Regions from separate parts of the Hordeum vulgare genome. Here region 2 is linked to region 1. A link is a contact called in public Hi-C data. All regions are on one chromosome and are shown on one strand. Each heading gives the region's core, a stretch centred on a gene start, on an enhancer-like site or on the middle of the called end of the contact. The rest is flanking DNA. Distances are from core to core; before and after follow the strand shown. Region 1 holds the start of LOC123402150 (pumilio homolog 23). Region 2 holds the start of LOC123402820 (peroxisome biogenesis protein 16).

The links. Hi-C and Micro-C count contacts between places; a contact is called where the count stands out from the background.
Region 2: a Hi-C map of seedling shows a contact between it and region 1, with 3 times the contacts expected there. The contact joins the promoter of LOC123402820 here to the promoter of LOC123402150 in region 1. A contact is called at or near these places in 2 of 6 Hi-C or Micro-C datasets (leaf and seedling).

Annotation. Positions count from the first base shown.
Region 1 is chr6H:29,053,075-29,059,651 of MorexV3_pseudomolecules_assembly, reverse strand. LOC123402150 (pumilio homolog 23) reads right to left here and starts at 3,219. Exons shown (of 11, transcript XM_045096030.1): 1 at 3,031-3,219; 2 at 2,468-2,640; 3 at 1,982-2,345; 4 at 1,594-1,899; 5 at 1,342-1,506; 6 at 1,047-1,190; 7 at 430-549; 8 at 163-342. The coding sequence starts at 2,640.
Region 2 is chr6H:29,219,611-29,226,422 of MorexV3_pseudomolecules_assembly, reverse strand. LOC123402820 (peroxisome biogenesis protein 16) reads right to left here and starts at 4,372. Exons shown (of 8, transcript XM_045096779.1): 1 at 4,096-4,372; 2 at 3,588-3,645; 3 at 2,147-2,360; 4 at 1,719-2,041; 5 at 1,339-1,604; 6 at 1,173-1,240; 7 at 1,022-1,083; 8 at 450-922. The coding sequence starts at 4,164. The coding sequence ends at 861. LOC123404670 reads left to right here. Exons shown (of 5, transcript XM_045098609.1): 5 at 1-225. The coding sequence ends at 94.

The sequences.
Region 1 (6,577 bases), core at 1,970-4,469:
TGGACCACAAAACAGTTTGCAATATAGCAGAGAGCATTGATAGATACTATCTGCATAGGACTATTGAACTGGATATATATTGTAAATCTGGAACGGTAAAGTCATGCAAAGAGAATTTAACAACATGGCAACATATTTAATAGACTTGTGAGTATTACATACATGTGGGTATTGAAAAATTGATTGCAGCATCAGGCAACCAAGAACGCTCATCTTTACGCCAAGCGGCCATTTCCAATAAGATTTCTCCCGGAGAAAATTCTCAAGAAAAAGTATATGTGCAACAATGCTATCAGAAGACTCGGAATCTGAAGTTATTGCTGCAGAAAGAGCTTCAGAGATCTGCAGTTCAAAGTAGACAAATCACATATATTTAAGTCACAGATATTCTCAAATAGCAATGCAGATATTTCAAGTCAAAAAAAGTACCTCTAGGCGATTTGTTTCAAGTCGCTGGCATGCAGCTAAAATGGAAGCCACCACTCCTGATTTACCTAGCTCAAGCAACTCCTTGATATTAGGACCAAGTTCCTCCCATATTTGCTTCATCTGCCAAGTAAAAACAGAACTCTATTGATAAAACATTGTAATACATCAAGTGCTAACCAAAGAAAAGATCAGTTTGACAGGTTCTCAAGCAGAAATTTGACACAGATTGAGTATAAGCTGTAACACAATTTCACATATGAAGAATGAAAGTAATAGGTTTGGAATAGGTATGAAGCGGACTACAAATTGTGTAATGGGTGTTTATTTCAGCAAACAGATGTTCCCAAGGTTCTAAAGGTCAATAATCGCTACTCGCTTGGTCACCTAACTTTGTAGTGATTACACAGTAATCAACCTTACATTCATATGGAATCTAAACAAGTGGTTAGAGTAGATGGGCAGCAGTAGCAGACACCTTACATAGCAAGTGAGGGCTGCTGTTACAAGCATCAGGTGGTTTTAGAGCACTGGTTTGCTCAAATGAATATTCACTTAGCTTATACAGTACACAACTAACAAAATTCCAAAGAAACTTCTGATTGTAAACTACGGTATACCTGATCTGCGGTTTTCGCTGATGATATTAAAGCTTGTACCACATAGTTACCACAGTGGTGAGACGAGATTGCAAATAGTGCACCCTTGAGAGTCCCTATAAGCATATTGCTGCGTAGTTCCTTAGGAGCAACATCTATAATAACCTGCAAAGCATGTGCATCCAGTGAATATTCTTACACATACCAAAGTGCAAAGAGAAGGACAAGGACGAGAAGATCCCCATGGTAGCTGAATCTTATGAGTGAAAGATATGAGTTGAATGCAATTAAGAAACAAGAGAACAAAAAACACTACCTCCAAGAGATGACTATAAGCAGTATCTTCAAGTAAAGCAACTATCTTATTCTTTTGTTCACTGTAATCTTTCTTCTGAGCAGTGTCATCCTCATCGTAACCAAGAAGGATTGATATTATATGATTCAATTCATCATCATCACCAGCTGATAATTTCAACACAGTCTGCATAAGGATATGTTAAGATGGTCATGGAGAAAAATAAAAAACAGATCTATGCATTACAGCTAGTGGTGAACAAGAGACACTAACCTGTAAAACAAGGCTACTGTTCTTCTCAGTTAGTAACGTTGAAATGTCATTTTTTGCATTTTGTAGCATTTGCCTGACAAAAGTTCTGAACATGTCTGGGAAACCATGTTCAAAGCTTGTTAGATTCTGGTCGCCTGGTCTACTTGAACCACCGCTCAATCGTTCAGCCAGAACAGCAGATCTCTTTGTCGTGTGGAAATCTTGCAATGAATCTAACGGGACACCCTTACAAAGACAGAGAAGTGTCCTTAGAACATGGGATCCGTAGCAGCTGCACATCACATTAGTAGCATCTGCAGCAATAACCTGCAGCAACAATTCAAATATGAGTTCCATTTTGCATACCAATGCAAACAGGGCACGCAACACCACTGAGAAAAAGAGGTACCTTGCAAATTTTATTCAGTATCTCTTCCACAATGACCCTGGAGGTGTCGTCTTCAAGATGTGTTGCCAGTGTCTTGAGAGCTGCTTCAGCCACATGTGATCCAAATTTGTCCATGGCGATAACATGAAAAGACTGAATACAGCTGCGAAGGAACATGCACAACTGCTCCAACTCGCAACCTTGTACAAGAATCTGCAAGGTGTGGCTGATTACACCGTCAGTGACAAGCTCGAGCTCCTTCCCTTTGGTTTCTTCCAAAGCATTAGCGCAGATCGTCGAGCGGTCCTCCAAATCTATCTCCTTGTTATCAAAGAGATTCGATATCTCGAGGAAGTATTTAGCTGTTTCAGGCTCAACCTTTCTCCTAAATATTATTGAACACAAGAAAGAGACCGCTTAGCGCTTCACATACTCATGTATATAACTAGGCCATCACACCACAAAATGCAACACAAATGTAAATTCAGAGAGAACCCAGAGTCACACCTAATAACATTCATCACTGAGGTCGAAGCATTGGTGGGCTGTAATGCGTTATCGTTCTTCATGCCCCTGGGATTCATCTCCCTAGAACTGCCCGAAGGGCGGCCCTTTCCACGCCCCCTGCCCGTGTTCCCGTCCTGACGGCCGTTCCTCTTCCCATGTTTAGATCTCTCCATCTACAAATGCAACATTTAGAAACGATACAACTTTATAACAATTCGAACAAGAACAATTTCCGACGAGCACGCCCTCCACCCCCAAAACACGCTGATATCCATCGGACAAATGGAAAATAAGCACGCCCTCTGCCCAAAACAGACTGATAAATTATCTAGAGGACGAATCAAATCAACATGCGAACCCTCTGCCAAACGTTAGCGACCTCGGATTAAGGGGATACTAGGATTAGGGCTCGACTAAGCAACCTCGGATTCGGCTGCACGTGCAGGTACCGAGCTACAGATGCTTCGGAATGCTCGCTGGTGATCCAAGGTCGGATATATACAGCTCTAATCATACAGGGGTTAGCTTGACGATGTGCACTTCCGAATTTATGGAGCACTTACGTATGGAGCGCCCGGCGCAGCAGCAGCAGCAGCGCTGTCGTACGGGCGGACGGACGGAGTCGGGGAGGATGGACGGGCGGAGTCCTGTGCGCGCAGCGGAGGCAGGGGCCGACGCCCGGAGACAGCGCGGCGGCACGGCGGCCGGAGTCCGGGGCGGAACGGCGTGGGGGCGGCGGCGAGCAGGGCGGGCCGGCGTGGGGGCGGGCGGCGAGCAGGGCGGGCCGGCGGGAAGGCGGCGCGGGGCTGAGAGTAGGAGCTGTCTAGGTCGGGATTTTGGGGACGGTTCCGGAGGTCGAGCGAGCGTGCAGGGCTTCGGGCCTGCGCGCGTGGGTTGTGCTAAGATGCACCATGGGCCCAATTGGTAATGGACTTCACGGTGGAGAAATTTTTCCCACGCCCCGGGCCTGGGCCCTGGGGGCCTGGGGCGCAGCAGAAAACCAAGGGGAGAAGATGTCACTGTACTGCCCAACCACACATTTCTCATTCCATGACACATGTGGTAAGCAACCTAAACTATTCTTTATACATCAAAAAACTAAATTATTCTTTCTTTAAAAAAACATAAACTATTCTTGCCTAAAAAATACACACATTTCTTGAAAATCAAAACTGCCTGACCACACCCAAATCTGCTCCATTCCTGCTCTACTAATTCACAGTTCCACTTCCACAGCACTACCTATGCTTGCCGCCCACGCACCATGATCTTTCTCTATTGCCCCTGCACGCGATATCAACTCCTCAAGCACCCGCCTCGCGCGCCCGGTGCCGACCTCGAGCGCGCTTGCGGCATGGGGAGAGGGAGAAACCGGGAGGGGCAAAGGGCATCAGAGTAAAACAGCCGAACTCGCCTTGTTTGCGTCCTCTCCCTTTCGCCCTTTATGCAGCATCCCCGCTACCACTCGTGGAAGAGAAACATAGAATGGAGAAAAGTCGAAAAGTATGTCATTCCAAGCACGTCTCGAGGATGTGGACAAGAAAAGAAAAATTATTTCATTGTACTCATCAACCGGCCATCGGAGGAGCGACTCAATGGGGTTGCCTAGGTGGCCAGCGTGCCGTCATCCGTGGCGCCACCGGTTTTCTCACTAGTTTTTTTAAGAATCTAGTCACTAGGGGTGGGCTCAGCATGTGTCTACTCAACGACCTATGTGTTTAATAGGGAGGGAATGTGCACCTCCCGCTCCTCTAGCACGTGTTTTCGGGACAGCCCATGTGTAGGGCGGGACTTCCCTATTTTTTTATTTTCGTTTTTGCATTTTTTCTTAAAATAATTCTGGATTTCAAAAAGTTCCCTATTTCCAAAAAATGGATTTTAAATAAGATCATGACTTCAAAAAAAATTCATAATTTACAAAACTATTCACAGAATAAAAAAATGTTCATTAATTCAAAAAAAAAAATTTAAAACATGTTTGCAAGTTTAAAAAATGTTCCAAAATTTAATAATATATCAATATTTCAAAAAATATTAAAGAATTTGAAAGATGGTCGAAAAAGAAAAAAGTAAAGTATGAAAAAATAAAATAAAAAATGGGAAATGAAAATAAAATAAAAATAATAAATGAAAATAAAAATATAAAAAAATTGGGAAAATGGAAAAAAAGTAAAGAAATAAAAAAAAGATATTCCCAAAATTACGAAAAGAACCAGAATGGGTCGGCCCATAAAGAGGATGTGGCGCGCCGGAGGGCACACGCCAAATAGAAGCTGCGTAAGCGTGTGTGTGGACAATGGGGTGTGTGACGTCGTTGTGGTGGATTTTTTTAACACATTAAAGAACACATGCATACACTCGTCTTTATAAACGCACGCACGCATACCCTATCCCTATAAACACCTTCGAGAGACTGAGTCTGCATATCATCTTGAGATTTACAAGTCACTGTAGGCGCCTCGTCATCGACAAGAACATCTCCTTCCACTAAAAGCATATCACCGAAAATCCTGAAATAAATTAAGGATAATCAAGCATCAGGACTTAAACCTTGATGGACCAGACATACCGCTTTCCCTCTAACCATCCAACTACAGTTTGTTTGCGTTGTGGTGGGTTGTTGATTGGTGTATGAGTGGTGTGGTGGGATGGTGAAAACGTAAAGTGTATAAGTGATGTAGCGGGTAGGGTTGGGCCTCCCTCTTAATCGGTATTTCTGGTTTTATAGAAAAAAAACGACGTGCAAATAATTTTTATATTTCGTACCATCTCATAGGACAAAAACAAAATAGGGTCGGTATGTTTTTGGGTTCGTTTTTGAAATGTGCAAAGTGATGTCACGTCGAGTGAGTCACAAGGAAACACACATCACACCGCACACCTCTTCAAAATTCGATAGCAAGGGTTGTGAGCTACGATGTTGATGCTTGAAGTAGAAGCTGTCATTAACATTCAAATCCCGCATGTCGGTGGCGAGAAGAGAGTGGAAATTCGCACTAGGGAACGGGTGGTGGTTGCCTATAAAAAACTTATCATGCTTGCTATAAAAAGATCCCTATGTAGTCACATCCCAGTCCACTCATCAGCTAGAGTGACACGTGGTAGCTTCATGGATTGACGCAGACCGATATAAACCCGCCCGACGGCTAAGGGGAGCCGTGCTTTATTAGTTTGGGATTTCTCACACTAAATTGTACCTATATGGCAAGTTAGTGCACTTGATGCACAATTTTCTCTTTCCTTTAACTGCTTATTTCGATTTTTCTATGGAACTGTTGTTGATTCATGTTATCATTCCGTGCTATCCTTCAAGGAAAAAAGTCACACTATCGTATCAGACTCCGCTACTTATTTACACTGTCCATAACCATCACGGACTTCCAAAGTAGTATATGAAAAGGATCGAGATGGACCTAGAGGGGGGGGTGAATAGATACAAATCCAAATTTTAACAATTACTTAGCAATTTTAGGCTAAAGTGCGGAATATAAGTGTAAGCCTAATAATTGCTATGACAAAGAGTAAGCTATTAGGAGTGAAGCAAGGCAAGCGGTAATCAATAAGCAAATACAAGTATGTAATAATGATTAACACAAGTAGAGAGTTAGGGTTAGGAATAACCGAAACTCCGAGAGAGACAAGGATGTATCCCGATGTTCACTTCCTTGGAGGGAAGCTACGTCACCGTTAGAGGGGCGGATGTTACCACGAAGGCACACCAACGCCACGAAGGCTCACCCTATTCTCCCTTTGAGATAACTCCACGAAGGCATTTCTCAACCACTAGTCGTAAGCCTTAAGGTGGCTTCCGAACCTTCACAAACTTTCCGGGGGATATCACAATGGTTTGATTCCTCTCCGAAGACTCCTACCGCCTAAGAGTCTCCAACCTCCAAGAGTAACAAGATCACGGGGATTGCTCAAAACTTGCTCAAATCACAAATCACTTTGGTGGGAAGGAGGAGAGGGAGACGATCTTTCTTTTGATTGGAACAACACTCTAAATGACTCACAAATGCTCTTGGGATCTAGGATTTGGTGTAGACAAGAGTGAGTGAGAGGAAAGGTGTTCTTGGATGTATCTTAGCTGTGTTGAACACACTATCTCGA
Region 2 (6,812 bases), core at 3,123-5,622, 170 kb before region 1:
AGCTGATGTTCGTGAGTCTCGTAATAACACGAAAAATGCTCGTTCTGTGGGTGGGGTTGAGCTGAGCCTGAACAGAACTATTGCTCGCTTGTAACACTATATTTCTCATGCTTGTCGAGCTGGATAGTACTTGTTGTACATTAACAGTGCACAGGATAGGATGAGATAGATGTATGTCGAATTTCCGGTGCATGTTGCAAGTATAGTACTGCGTTTTCATCTTGACATTATGCATGTGCATATCATATTTGCTTATCTGATTCAACATTTTGAGATGAGTGTTACAATGATAATGTGAAAGACTTAATGATTCACATTCCTTGAATCTGAAATGCTTCATGGACATCTCCAACCAAAGGATGATCCATGATAAATCCAAACACAAATCAAGTTGAGACACACAACACATTATCAAGATGCATCATCAACAGAAGGAAGATTCGCTTATCTCCCGTAATGATCAATGGCCCAACATTGACAATTTAATAGCATAGCATAGGGAGAGAAATGCCAGATCGTGTCACAAGCTTCACAGATTTAAGAACGAACTTATTGTGACCTTCATTTTTCTGGTAAATACAACTGGTATTGCTTGCGTGCCTATTCGTGACATTAGACCAACATACTGTATAATTACATTCCCAGCTGCGATCAGGAGTGAGGTTATGTGGCTGCAACTTCTCAGCCAAGGCCTCAAGACAGTGATGCCAAAACTGGCTAGGAAATGGCAAAGGACAGACATGGTTTCACTCAAATCCTGATCTACTGAAAACAAAATCCAGGAACCAGCAAAAGTCCAGTATGGCAGATCAGCAAGGAAGCTCTCCAGCAGAAGCAGGTAAATCTATCCCAATCATCCTCTACGAGCCTGATGTATATGTATAGCGCGACTGAGCCCCCTCCAATAGTTCCACGAGTTTACCTGCAATAAATTGAGCGTGTAAAAAATATTGCAAAATGCTTCCTCCACAAGTTTTTGTATGAACGAGATGCATCGTAGATATGGGGAAAGTTTACACACCTGTGATGAAACCGATAAGCGGCACTGGATTCAGCGCTTTCTCAGCCTTCTCAAGATGACGCCTGTCAGGACTCAAGTGTAAGCAAGGGCATATAGGAAGGGTAAAATCAAGAGCTGAGACAGTACCGTGTTAGCATGTAATGCTCATTACCTGGTGTAGCTGGCAAAGAACGGATCCCTCATGACATAAAGTGCCCACATCATTTTTCGCCTTTTCAACTGATGGGATTGAACCAAAGATAGAATAGCCAAGTCAGCAACCCAGAGAACATAGCCAACAAAGTTTAACACGTTAAAAAAAACTGAAATCATCTCACCTCATCCCTCTCAGCAGATGAGAGCTGATGAACTTTCCCAGCTCTATGATTCAGATCTGTTGCATGCGAATGAATGCCAAGGCTTGTGAGCTCCACAGCTAGTGAAACCAACCACGGGGTCCAAGATTTGATTCCAAACTTTCTTATCAGAAGCACGTATACAAGTGGTCTGAATATGTGGACGGCCTCCCCTAACATAAATAAGCGCCCAGAAACCCCTTTAGAAGACCAAATGGTTGCGAAAGTTGGCTTCTCAATCTCCATCACTGCCGAGCACAAGGACACATATCTGATAAGTAAACTAACAGAATGCTTACGAAAAATAATAGGTAAATGTCTCAATGGAGAACCATAATAATGCTTTAGTAAAAACAAGTTACCAGGAGGAACAGGAGAAGGTTGGAGCCTGCTCATCCAAGTGGGATCTGACAACATCTTTGCATTCTGACCAAACCTGTTTAAAGCGGCTACTGCTCTTCCCTCCAGACTCTTAGATACAAATCCAGGTTTTCCATCTGGACCATCAGACGTAATCCAATGGCCATTCTGGGAATGTCCATTCACCGGATAGATTACTGGCACTCCATTAGTCTTGACTCCCTGATTGTCTTCAAGAACATCCTCCTCTTCGTTTTCCACCTCCCCTCCTTGTAAGAGCATCCTGTAGCCACTCTCCCTGAAAGCGGCTAACCTGACACATGCTCTGAAATGTTGCACAACAATTATCAGCCATCCAGACAAAGCCAAAAATGCATGGCAATATCAGACATGCAAGCAAGGAAAAACAAGGCATAATCAATCATCTTACTTCACTGCTTCTGTAACAGCAAGGAAGCCCCATTTGCGATCATCACCAACAAAGTGCTGGGCGGCAACTTCAACAACTGCTTCCACATCCTTGAGTATAGATACAACAAGAGCCCATGGGATAGATTGTTCCTTGGAGGCCAGTGAGTGACCATCAGTTGGTGTCTCAATTATATGCTGGTTGACAGAACTCACAATGCCCAGAAGTGCATATACTGTTCAGAGAAAGCAATGCCACATTAATGTCAAATAATCAAGTTTTATTTGGAATGATTTTAGCAAGCTGCTTTAAACAGGTTTGGTCAGAATGCCAAAGTTATGTCTGTTCAATGCTAATTATCCCGGATTCGTAATAACAAGCAAATGTACTTTGGCATCATATATTATACACGATGCAAATACATGTTCACTACATAATATGAGTGACAAATAATGAGATCGTTTGAGGTTCAGTTTGTGGTTGTTGAACTGTGCTGGGCATATATTATAATCTGCTGTAGAAGATTAGCCAAGCAGGTCAATCAAACACTAAAATAGGAAAAGGATGGTGGGGCGAACAGGATTACGATAATCCATCAAATATCTCATGTTGTGAGCAAAGATTAGGTGTTTAACATTCAACAGTATTGTATATATATTGGTATCTTCTAATAATATATCCTATCAAGTATGCGCAATAGTTTTTTTTAGCCAACAGTGACATGCAAGTGCTGACAGAAAAGGGAAGGCAAATTCTACATCGGGCCTAACCACTTGGTGCTATTTGCGACCTAAGGCGGTTGCATATTTGTGCAAAAAATTAGGAGCAGGCAGTAATGAGTAATATTTAATGTGATGCCCCAAAAAGCTTATCTAGTATCCACATTTAAGAGTTTTCAACTAGAAAGTGTACAAAGTGCAACAAACAGATCATTTCGACCCCCAAAGAAGAATGATAAAATTCCTGTCCTAATAAGCTACAAAAGGCGATAAAATTCCTGTCCTAATAAGCTACAAAAGGCGATAAAATTCCTGTCCTAATAAGCTACAAAAGGCTCATGGTTTCGCCTGCCCATACATTAACTTGGCATATATGTAATTAGTGCAACAAGAACAAAGGGGCACCAAAATTTCACAATCGAGCCTAGCATGCCAGTACCTACACAACCTTATACCTCTTTGATCACAATTATTATGGCGTATTCTACTTTCTAGCAGTCCAAAATGTATCTCAGTTAACTGCTATCTGCACACCCTATTCTTTTTATCTGATTAACAAAGAATACACACTTCAACACTGGCATTTGCAAATATAACACCATGCGACACTTGAACCCAGTATATATATGTCTTAAAGGGACAAACACCAAGAGGCAGTAAACATATCAACCGACGCTAGAAGATTCAGACAAAAAAACATGCAGTGGGACTAAATGTTACTCCTATTGAAGGGCTTGCAGCACCTGCTTCCGGGGCGATCTCGGAGTTAGCGAAGCGTTCCGGAAGTATCCATGTCACCCCCTGCAAGTCGTTCAAGCAAACATAAGCATTTTCTGTTTTCTAGAATGAAGCGAACATAAGCAGAAGCTACCCTTTCCATTGACAGCATATCATGCTAAGAGACCGCGACCGCAATTCGTGATCCTAACCGGACTCCATGGCAGCAGAGCGGAACCAGCACGGGACTTCGTAAATAAATAATAACGGGAAATTAAAATCATCTGCGGTCTGCCAAGGCCAGGAGGGTCCAGGAAGCAGCCAAACCTACACGAATTGGCGCAAAACCTCAGGTGCGGAGCCCTAAGGAGTCACGAAATCACGCGATTGGACCTGCCGCAGCCACAATCGGAACCCCGAATCGACGGGCTCCACGGGGATTGGGGATCACGAGCCCCGGCCCGTGGACCGCAGGGGGCGGCGCGCGTAACGGAAACAAGGATGGGAAGGAGCTGCTCGGGGCAGGGAGGTTACGTTGGCGAGGGACTCGAGGGAGCGGACGAGCTCCCGGTTCTTCCGCACCCAGACCTTGTAGGCCTCCATGGCGACTCGGCCGCCTCCTCCCGGGGAAGCTAGCTAGGGACGGAAGAAGAGGAAGACGACGATGACGACGAGGCGGTAGAGCTGGCTTGCGAGGGACGGCGTCGGGGCAAGGGGCGGCCGTCCGATCTCCGGCGGACGGCGCCGGTGAATCGCGGTGGCCGGCCGCGGTGGCAGGTGGGGATTTATTTGGTGTTTCGGACTCCACCCCTCCACCACTGTCTCGCGAGCTATATACCTGGGTTGGGCCTGCCTGGTGGGGCCCTCCGGTCAGTGGGTCTTGCCATTCTTTTATTTCTTTTATTTTTGGATCAATTTGGAAAGGAAACTGCGTTGAGCTTGGACCTGGTTTCCAAAGCTTTGAATTTCTTAAAGGTTTTCGGATGAGAAATTATTATGTTATATGAAGTGTCAAGCCGCACAAATATGACCAGGAGACACACATGCACGTTTACCACGTATTGTTCCATGGGCTTTCTTACTTGTGTGGAAATTGGAGCATCTCTAGCAGACCCGTAAACTGGCCAAACCTGTAAAAAAACAAGGTGTTTTTTGTTGAAAAAAGGGCACGGGGCAGATCCTATAAAACTTGTTCGATCTTTCAACTTTTTAAGGGGCACGGTAAATATATCCGTGAAAATCTTATATGTACGGTTTCGAAAGCAATATACAGTTCAACCCGTGAACCGGTCAAACTTCGTCGGAGCAGATGCGCCGCCGCGGAACTGGCTAGAATGTACGTGGAACTCACCGAAATATGTCGCCGCACATCGGAAGAAGCTGCTGCACACCAGAAATAGCCGCCGCCGGTCCGAATTGCGGTCGGTTCGACCTCCACTTTCGAGGCGAGGCCGTCCACGGTCAGGGCGGAGCAGGCCACGACGGCCCGAATCAAGGCGGGGCGGCACCAAAGAAGAGCTAGGAAGGGTTGGGGAGCTCACGCGGCCACGTCGGGGAATGCGCGTGCGGCGGGGGATAATGCCGAGCTCAAATCGGGGACGGGCGGTTAGGCCAGGGAGCGCGCGGTCGGGGCGGACAACGCAGGGCTCCTCCACTGCATGCATGGCCCGGAACGGGCATCGCCGGGATGAGGCGGAGGCGAGGCGGATGGCGCCGGGGCAAGCCGGGGTGCCAAGGCGCGGCACCCCGTGTCCGGATGGGAGGAAAAAAAATGAGCTATAGTAAAATACAGTTTCATTTACGAGATCTGCTCTGTCCGGGGTTGGACCTGCCTGACGGGACCCGCCGGTCAGTGGGGCTTGCCATTCTTTTATTTCTTCTTTTTGGACCTGTTTGGAAAGGAAACTCCGTTGAGCTTGGACCTGACTTTCAAAGCTTTGAATTTGTTAAAAGTTTTTGCATGACAAATTATTATGTTATGAAGTGTCAAGCCGCACAAATATGACCAGGAAAACACATGCATGTTTACCATTGCAGACGCATTTGTTCTATGGACTTTCTTACTTGTGTGGAAATTAGGGCATCCCAACACTGATTCCAAGTCGGACACCGTATTCATTGTCAGACCAATGCGTAGAGAGTGATGCAGGAGTCGTCCATCCAATCGTGTATGCATACGTTTTAAACCGGATATTAATAAACAGAATAAATTTCATTAAACATTATGAAATTCAACAAAACTCGAACATAATTTACACAAAATGAAAAAAAAATAAACCACCCGCACCATTCAAAGTAATTATAAAAAAACATAATTCATTCATAAATAACATGCAAATGTCTCTAGTACAACAATAGTTTAAATTCAACAAGATAACCGGATGTTTAACAAGTTTTTTAAATTCATAGATTAGTGATACTAGAATCAGAGTCGGCACATCTCGTCCCACATAGTCTGCCTCTTGAGATTAATCCAACAATGTATGTGTATGAATGGCCTTCTTTCGGTTCTGTAGTACATCACTGCAGAGTGTGCGGGTTATACAATTTGTAGAGCAATACTTTGTGAATGAAAGAATTAACCATTAACCAATATGTAAGCAACAAGAAGCAATACTTATAATCTTCGTGATTGACGCGACGTAGTCCAAGGAGGGCGGGAGCGTTGATGGGGGCTACATATATATGTCCTATGATGTCTGGGCGGTTGCTCGAGATACATCAGCAGGGTCGGGCGAGGAGGGATGCAAAACAAGAGAGGAGAATGGATGAAGTGAAAGGAAAGCCCTCCTCCTCGAGTTTGGTTCCCGTTTGTGGCAAAAATGGACGTCTAAACTGCTTGACAAACCGATAGGGTACCCCGTTGGATGACAAAATGGGCCCGGCCAGCTCGATCCCGAGACCAATGCGGGTGATTTTTGGGTCATCATTTTGAATGTGTTTATATATATATATTTCGTAATAGATGTATCTACATCTTTGAGCGAAAAACATCACTCGCGTGTTATTGTTTTTACACAATTGAGTAATAAAAGCTGCTCCATTTCTTTTTCGACTATTTGTCGATCCTCGCACTTCTAAATTTAATTTTAAATATATTTTTTATTTTTAGATGCATTTTTTCATTTTTACAATGTGTATTTTTAGACATATTAGATATATATATGGTTTAAATTGTGATTTGCATTTACTCTGCTTTATTTCATTGAATGTGAAGATGTGTCTTCTACGGTTCTGTGGATCTGTTTGTC